Linked DNA regions of Rattus norvegicus: region 2 is linked to region 1. The links are chromatin contacts, called in public Hi-C maps. All regions are on one chromosome and are shown on one strand. Each heading gives the region's core, a stretch centred on a gene start, on an enhancer-like site or on the middle of the called end of the contact. The rest is flanking DNA. Distances are from core to core; before and after follow the strand shown. Region 1 holds the start of Cdkl5 (cyclin-dependent kinase-like 5). Region 2 holds the start of Pdha1 (pyruvate dehydrogenase E1 subunit alpha 1).

What was found. A called contact is a pair of places that touch in the nucleus more often than the background predicts.
Region 2: a contact with region 1 is called in a Hi-C map of liver, with 6 times the contacts expected there. The contact joins the promoter of Pdha1 here to the promoter of Cdkl5 in region 1. A contact is called at or near these places in 1 of 12 Hi-C or Micro-C datasets (liver) and 1 of 1 datasets of contacts at active chromatin or transcription factors (oligodendrocytes).

What each region holds. Positions count from the first base shown.
Region 1 is chrX:37,564,855-37,567,814 of GRCr8, forward strand. Cdkl5 (cyclin-dependent kinase-like 5) reads left to right here and starts at 1,524. Exons shown (of 18, transcript NM_001421533.1): 1 at 1,524-1,612.
Region 2 is chrX:38,507,704-38,510,663 of GRCr8, forward strand. It overlaps Pdha1 (pyruvate dehydrogenase E1 subunit alpha 1), which reads left to right and starts at 1,455. Exons shown (of 11, transcript NM_001004072.2): 1 at 1,455-1,549. The coding sequence starts at 1,493.

The DNA.
Region 1 (2,960 bases), core at 274-2,773:
ACTGTGATTTTGCAACTGGAGGAGGCAGGAGCCTCTGCAAAGCCTGACTCCATTTTCCTTCACTGTTAATTCCCTGCTCCTACCTGGAAAATTCTCAAATACGCTTCCTGAGAAAGTGGGTGCCTTCAATTGCTTATGAAATAGTCACCATGTTATAAAAAAGAATAATCTTATTGGCTTGGTATCAAGTAGACGAACCTATTGTATAGCTACCAGATTGAAGCAGGAGTAGAGTAAATGGATTTTATCCACCGTATCTATTTTCTATTGCAAAAAAAAAAAAAATCATTTTGGGGTTGGTGGCATCTTCGACCTCTATACACTACTTATTTTCTGTTCCTTCCGAAAACCCAGAAGAACCTTTTCTTCCTCTCTGCTTTTTTAAAAGGTGGAAATCATGCTCTTTTTCATAGATTTGTCTGCAAGGTCTTTCATAAAAAATTATTCTTTTCTTAGTTAAAAAAAAAAGTGCAGTGGAACTATTGCTCTCTTATCCACTAGTCATCCTCACTAGAAACCTGATTCACGGTGGGTCTTAAGATCTTTATATTTCTACTGGTGCGGCGATGACTTCATTCCTTTTTTTTCTTTTACCAGCTGGGGAATCGCGTAAGACAGAGCAGCATCGGACAGGAGTAGAGTTGTGGTTTGCTGCTGCAGCCGAGGCTGCCGCGGTTTGCACGCGTCCAGCTGCTGTGTAAGGAATCCTCGGGCTGACAGTTCTTTGCTCTTAAGTCACCCCAGGGAATCGCAGGCTGCGAGATGAACGTGCATATGAATGTGTTTGCGCGCGCGTGCACGCACAGCTGCAACAGTTAGGCAGCAGCAATGGACTTCGTTATCATTTTTTTAAACCTACGACCGAGATAAGCCATCCTTCGTCCTTTATTTTCAAGCAGCGCCCGGACTCCCGCCCGAAATGTGCTCCCCGCCCTCCACCCACTCCGCGCACTGGTCCCCAGAGAGGGAGGCTAGGATAGCTGCGCTGCAGGCAGGATTCCCCCTTTTTTTTTTCTACCGCAGTGACAGGTGGATTCCCGGGCCTCCTCACCCCCTTCAACCCCCGCATCCACCCCTCTCTCAGTCACGATCTCTCCCTCCCCTTATCCTACTCCTCCCTCACTTCCCCCTCCCCACGTAAGCTCGCAGTTTGAGCCCCGCCCCTCCCAGCCTAGCAGTCCAGGTTGCTAGGGCCTGGCAGGGCAACCAAACCTGGTGCTCCAGGAGGAGCATCGCGAGCGCGCATAAGCGCGTCCGCTTAGTAGGGAGCTAGTACAAGAAATCCTGGTTCTAGGATTTTTTGGGGACTCGAGAACGAGCGGCGTGGGCGGGGCGCGCGAGCACGAGCTCGAGCACGAGCGCTTTTTCTTTATTGGCGCCTCTTGGTAGGCGGGGATAAGGCGGGACCTAGCGGAATGAGAGGAGCTTGCCGATTGGGTCAAATGGGCAGACGGGGGCGGTGCAATCATCAAATTAGGCTGCGCGTTTGCTCCGGCGAGAGGGCGGGGCCGGAGGTTTCGATTACTTGTCGCTACCGCTAGGGAGAAGGTAAAGCGGTGACGGCGGCCGCCGGAGTGGAGGCTTCCCCGGTAGAGGTGGGGGACTCAGTAGGGTGAGTAGTTGCGTCCGCCCCTCAGGCCGTCTCGTGTTGGCCGTGTGTCCACTAGCTTGCCTTTAAAGAGGGAACACAGTCGGTCCACTTAGGAGGGTGACAGAAGGGGTAGCAGCGCCGGTCCCTGCACAACGGGGAGACGCGTTGAGGGCGTCCCAAGCTGGAGTCTCCCTCGGCGATCCACCACGAGTCTCTAGGGTCTTCCCGGAAGGGCTGGGGCTGGAATTTTTGGTACCAAAAGACAGAGGGGGTTGTGCTAGACTTACGGTAGGTCGCGGTCGGACCCCGCGGGGCTCCCCCTCGCTGCAGGTCTGCGGTGTCCCCACCCCGCCGCCCCCGTGGCCAGGGCTCTCCGGGCTTGTGGCGAGGGAAGCCCTTTTCTGCTAGCGCCAAGGAGGGGCCCCGAAGCCCCCGCCCAAGTTCCCAGAGAGCCCGGGACCCGCAGGCAGCTTTGACTCGCAGTCCCGGTCCTTCTGACCTTGGCTGCCCCGAGGGTGGGCGAGCGCCCCGCCTGCAGCCCGGCAGGTTTCTGCCACCTTCCACAGGACAAGTTTCAGGCGTTACTGTGAAGTTCACGGCTGGCATGCTGGCAGAGAAGCAGAAATCGACCTCTTCTCAGACCTTCTTACCCTTTGGACCTTCATAGAAATTGAATCCTGGGGTTTGGAACCATCTGCCAGAACGAACAGGTCCTTTTCGCACTGACACGATTTTTTTTTTTTTTTTTGTGCCCACGTTGGGGTAAAAAATAACCTGGGCATATTTCAGTGTAAAAGCAGATCTTTCTTGGGGGTTTTGTTTTTTCGCTTCACTTGAGTTAGGCATGGCACAGATGCCTGGATAAGAAAAGCCTGACCTTAGTATCTACAGACAGACTAGAAGGATGCCGTGATATTTAAATAGTTGCAGATCAGTATTCTGTTAACACAATTATTTTTAATTGGCTGAAATTTAAGCTGATTTTAGAAAGTATTGATACAGAATAATTTCTTTCCGCGCATCTGATTTAGGCTTGTTTGAACGTAATGGTTATGTAGGCAGTATAAAAGATTACACAAATTAATTTGTCTGAGAGCATTTGACTGAAAAAAGGAGGCATAAATATGTATAGAATATAGGATTAGGGTTTTAGGTAACATCTGCTGGAACACTTCCAGCTTGTTTGTTTCTTGCTGTAGGGTTACAAAAAAGACATTTTTACTGAGACACTTTGGAATTACAGACTGCATAACATTTAGATGCAAATTCGTTTTTTAATTCCTTTAAGTGTATGAAAATATCTTCATAAAATGCAAAAAGGGTGTGTTTTCTTATCCCTGTATATCTGATGCTGAAAGGGGGAGTATAA
Region 2 (2,960 bases), core at 205-2,704, 940 kb after region 1:
AGTTCCAGGGAGAGGTAACAAATCAGCGGAAGCATATGATGGACCTTGTAAAACCATTCGGGCACTTTCTCCTTCCATGGTGCACGGACCATGGAGATCATCTAATATTTGTATTAGAGTACTTTTTATCCGGGGTTCCCAAGTGACCTCATAGAAATGCTACCTGGCCAATCCACGCTGGACATTTGAGTGGAAAAGTCAAATGTCCTCTGTTTCTCTGATCCAGTGATTCTTTGAAGTTAACTGGTCAAGGCAACATAAACACTTGCACTGTGGCTAACACAGTCCAACCTGAGAAATCATTATTTGCACATTTCCCTTGTTCTCATAAAGTCTTGTGTCCTAATCTTTTTTTTAAAGATTTATTCATTTATTATATATAAGTACACTGTAGCTGTCTTCAGACACACCAGAAGAGGGCATCGGGTCTCCTTACAGATGGTTGTGAGCCACCATGTGGTTGCTGGGATTTGAACTCAGGACCTCTGGAAGAGCAGTCGGGTGCTCTTAACCGCTGAGCCATCTCTCCAGCCCCCTTGTGTCCTAATCTTTATAGTGTTTGGGTAACAACAACATGGGGGATACAGGATTCTGCCTTTTCCCAAACATAAAGGACAGATGAACTACTTGTCTATAACTGAGTCCTTCATGAAAAGAAGCAAGCTAACGGAAAATCAAAGAATAAGCGATAAAGCTGAACTCTTGGATGTCTATGGTCAACTCTTAATATTTGCTTTTATTTACTTATTTTTCTTTTTGGAGACAGTCTCGCTAAGTATTCCAAGCTTGTCTTGAACTAAATAGCCAGCCTGGCCTCTAACTCAACTCTGGCTATCATCTTACCTCAGACTCCCTAGAGAAGGAATGACCGGCATGTGCCACCACACCCAGCAACATTCAACATTTAACTGTTAAATCTATTTTTGTTATTCTCACCCAAGTCAACCAGGGCAACATTTTGCAAGGGTCATGTAATTTTTTTTTTAAAGACAAATTAGTGGCAGGGCCATTTCTAGAAACCAGATGGTCTGTCTTTCTGGCCCTGGCACCACGGCTTTTCTGTATACTGGAATAAGGCTGCCAAGGCTGTACCACCCGCCCAACTGGGCAAACAGCAGGACCTGCCTTCACCCCTTCTTCGCTGATCTGTGGTACTGAGTGTAAGAGGAAAGAGAGGCCTCCTGGGGGGGACCCCCCCCACTTTCCCACGCAGGCGCCCTAGGACTCCCGCCTCCTCACCCCAAAGCCACAGCCCCACCTCATCTTTAGTTAATTAATGGGCGGACTCATGTTCCTCAGATGGGTGTAGCCATCGCGGGCAATCATTCTGGTTGGTCTACAGACTGGCGCGGCGTGTGATGCCGTTCCGACTCCGTCACTGCGTTTAGGGCGTGGCTTCGACTCCGGGCGCCTCAAGGAGACTTGGGGTCGCCCGAATCACTCCTTTTGAGTGCCTGGGTGCCGCGGCTGCCGCGTCAGTCTGCTGCGCTCCATGAGGAAGATGCTTGCCGCTGTGTCCCGCGTGTTGGCAGGCGCTGCGCAGAAGCCGGTGAGGTCGCCTGATCCTGGGAGGCCGGGGTGGGGCTGGAGCCCGCTTGAGGCGGGGCAGGAAGAGGGCGGGCCGGGGCCCCCCTCTGGAGCGCAGAGCTAGGTGCTGGAGGCGAGCTAAGGAGCTCAGGAGGGCTTTCCCCGCGGTACGCGTCGCCACTGGCCCGGGTTGGAGCGGCTTGAGAACCGGCCCGGTCCATTGCCTCCCCCAATCCCCGCTGGCGGAGCTTCACGTCGGCTCCCCAGCAGCGCCCCACAACTGCCCGTTGCTTACGGGGCACTGAGAGGCGGAGCTTGGGTTCGCTCCAACCTCTCGACTCGGATGACTTCCACTCTCCATCATGTCATTGCTCTTGGCTAAGAGGCCACGTAAGACGAAATAAAGAGCTCCCAGTCCCGGGAGTCGGAGGTTTCGTGCGTACTCCGACTTCATCGTTTACTAGTCTTGAGTCTGCCAAGTACAGTCAAGAGGTAAAGAGACTAAAAAAAAAAAAAAAGTCCCAGGGCCCAGTTTCCTCGTCTCTATAATGGAGATACCGAGGACGCCGCCTTATGGGGTTGAGTTGGCCAGCGGCCCGTATGCCAGCCCTTTTGCCTGGCACCCGGCAAGTCCGGGCGTCCAGCTGGGTGAGCATTTGTAGATCACCTGTGTTCTGTTCTGAGGAAGGTTCAGAGGGGTCAGGTTCACGGAAAACAAACTTCCTCCACTCCCTGCTCGTCCGAACTTTTTCTTGGCAGTCAATTTTCGAGCAATCGAGCATAACCCAGAGGAAGCCGCCTTTACTCCTTAAACACACAGAGGCTTAGAGTTCAAAGTAGCAAAAGAAAACAGCAATGGTTTTCGGAGGGTTGAGATCGGAGGTTAAGAGTTATGGCCCGGCTTTAAGGCTGTCTAATACCTAAGCTTTTAGCATTTTGACCTCTAGCCATACAGAGGCTGCTTTCTCTTGGTGTAACTGCCCTCTCAGGCTTTGACTTGTAGTTCTGGTTTTATTGATTTCTTCAGGATTCGATGCAATTCTGCTTAGTTTGGGGAGGTTGTGGAAAGGTCGGAAGTGTGCTTCTCTAGGAATTCCATTAAGTAATGGAAAAACACCGCTTGATTGAGTAAATGCCGTATTCGTGTTTGAATCTGGACGGGCAGCAAAGCACGATTCTTAACATGTCTTTGTATATGGCTATGTCATAACCAACATTTATTGAACGCTTAGTATGTGCCCCGAATTTGGCCAGGGTCTTCACAAGTGTTAAAACTGCATCATCACCTTTCAATTGGTTTGAACAATTTTCTTGTTTGCAGAAATTGTTAGTTGAAGGGAAATTGGTTTATAGCTTGGGGACTGGACATGAAGTAAAATTGAAAACTAAAAGCAGCTTTGTTCCCCTCCGTGGAAAGGAAAAAAAAACCAGCT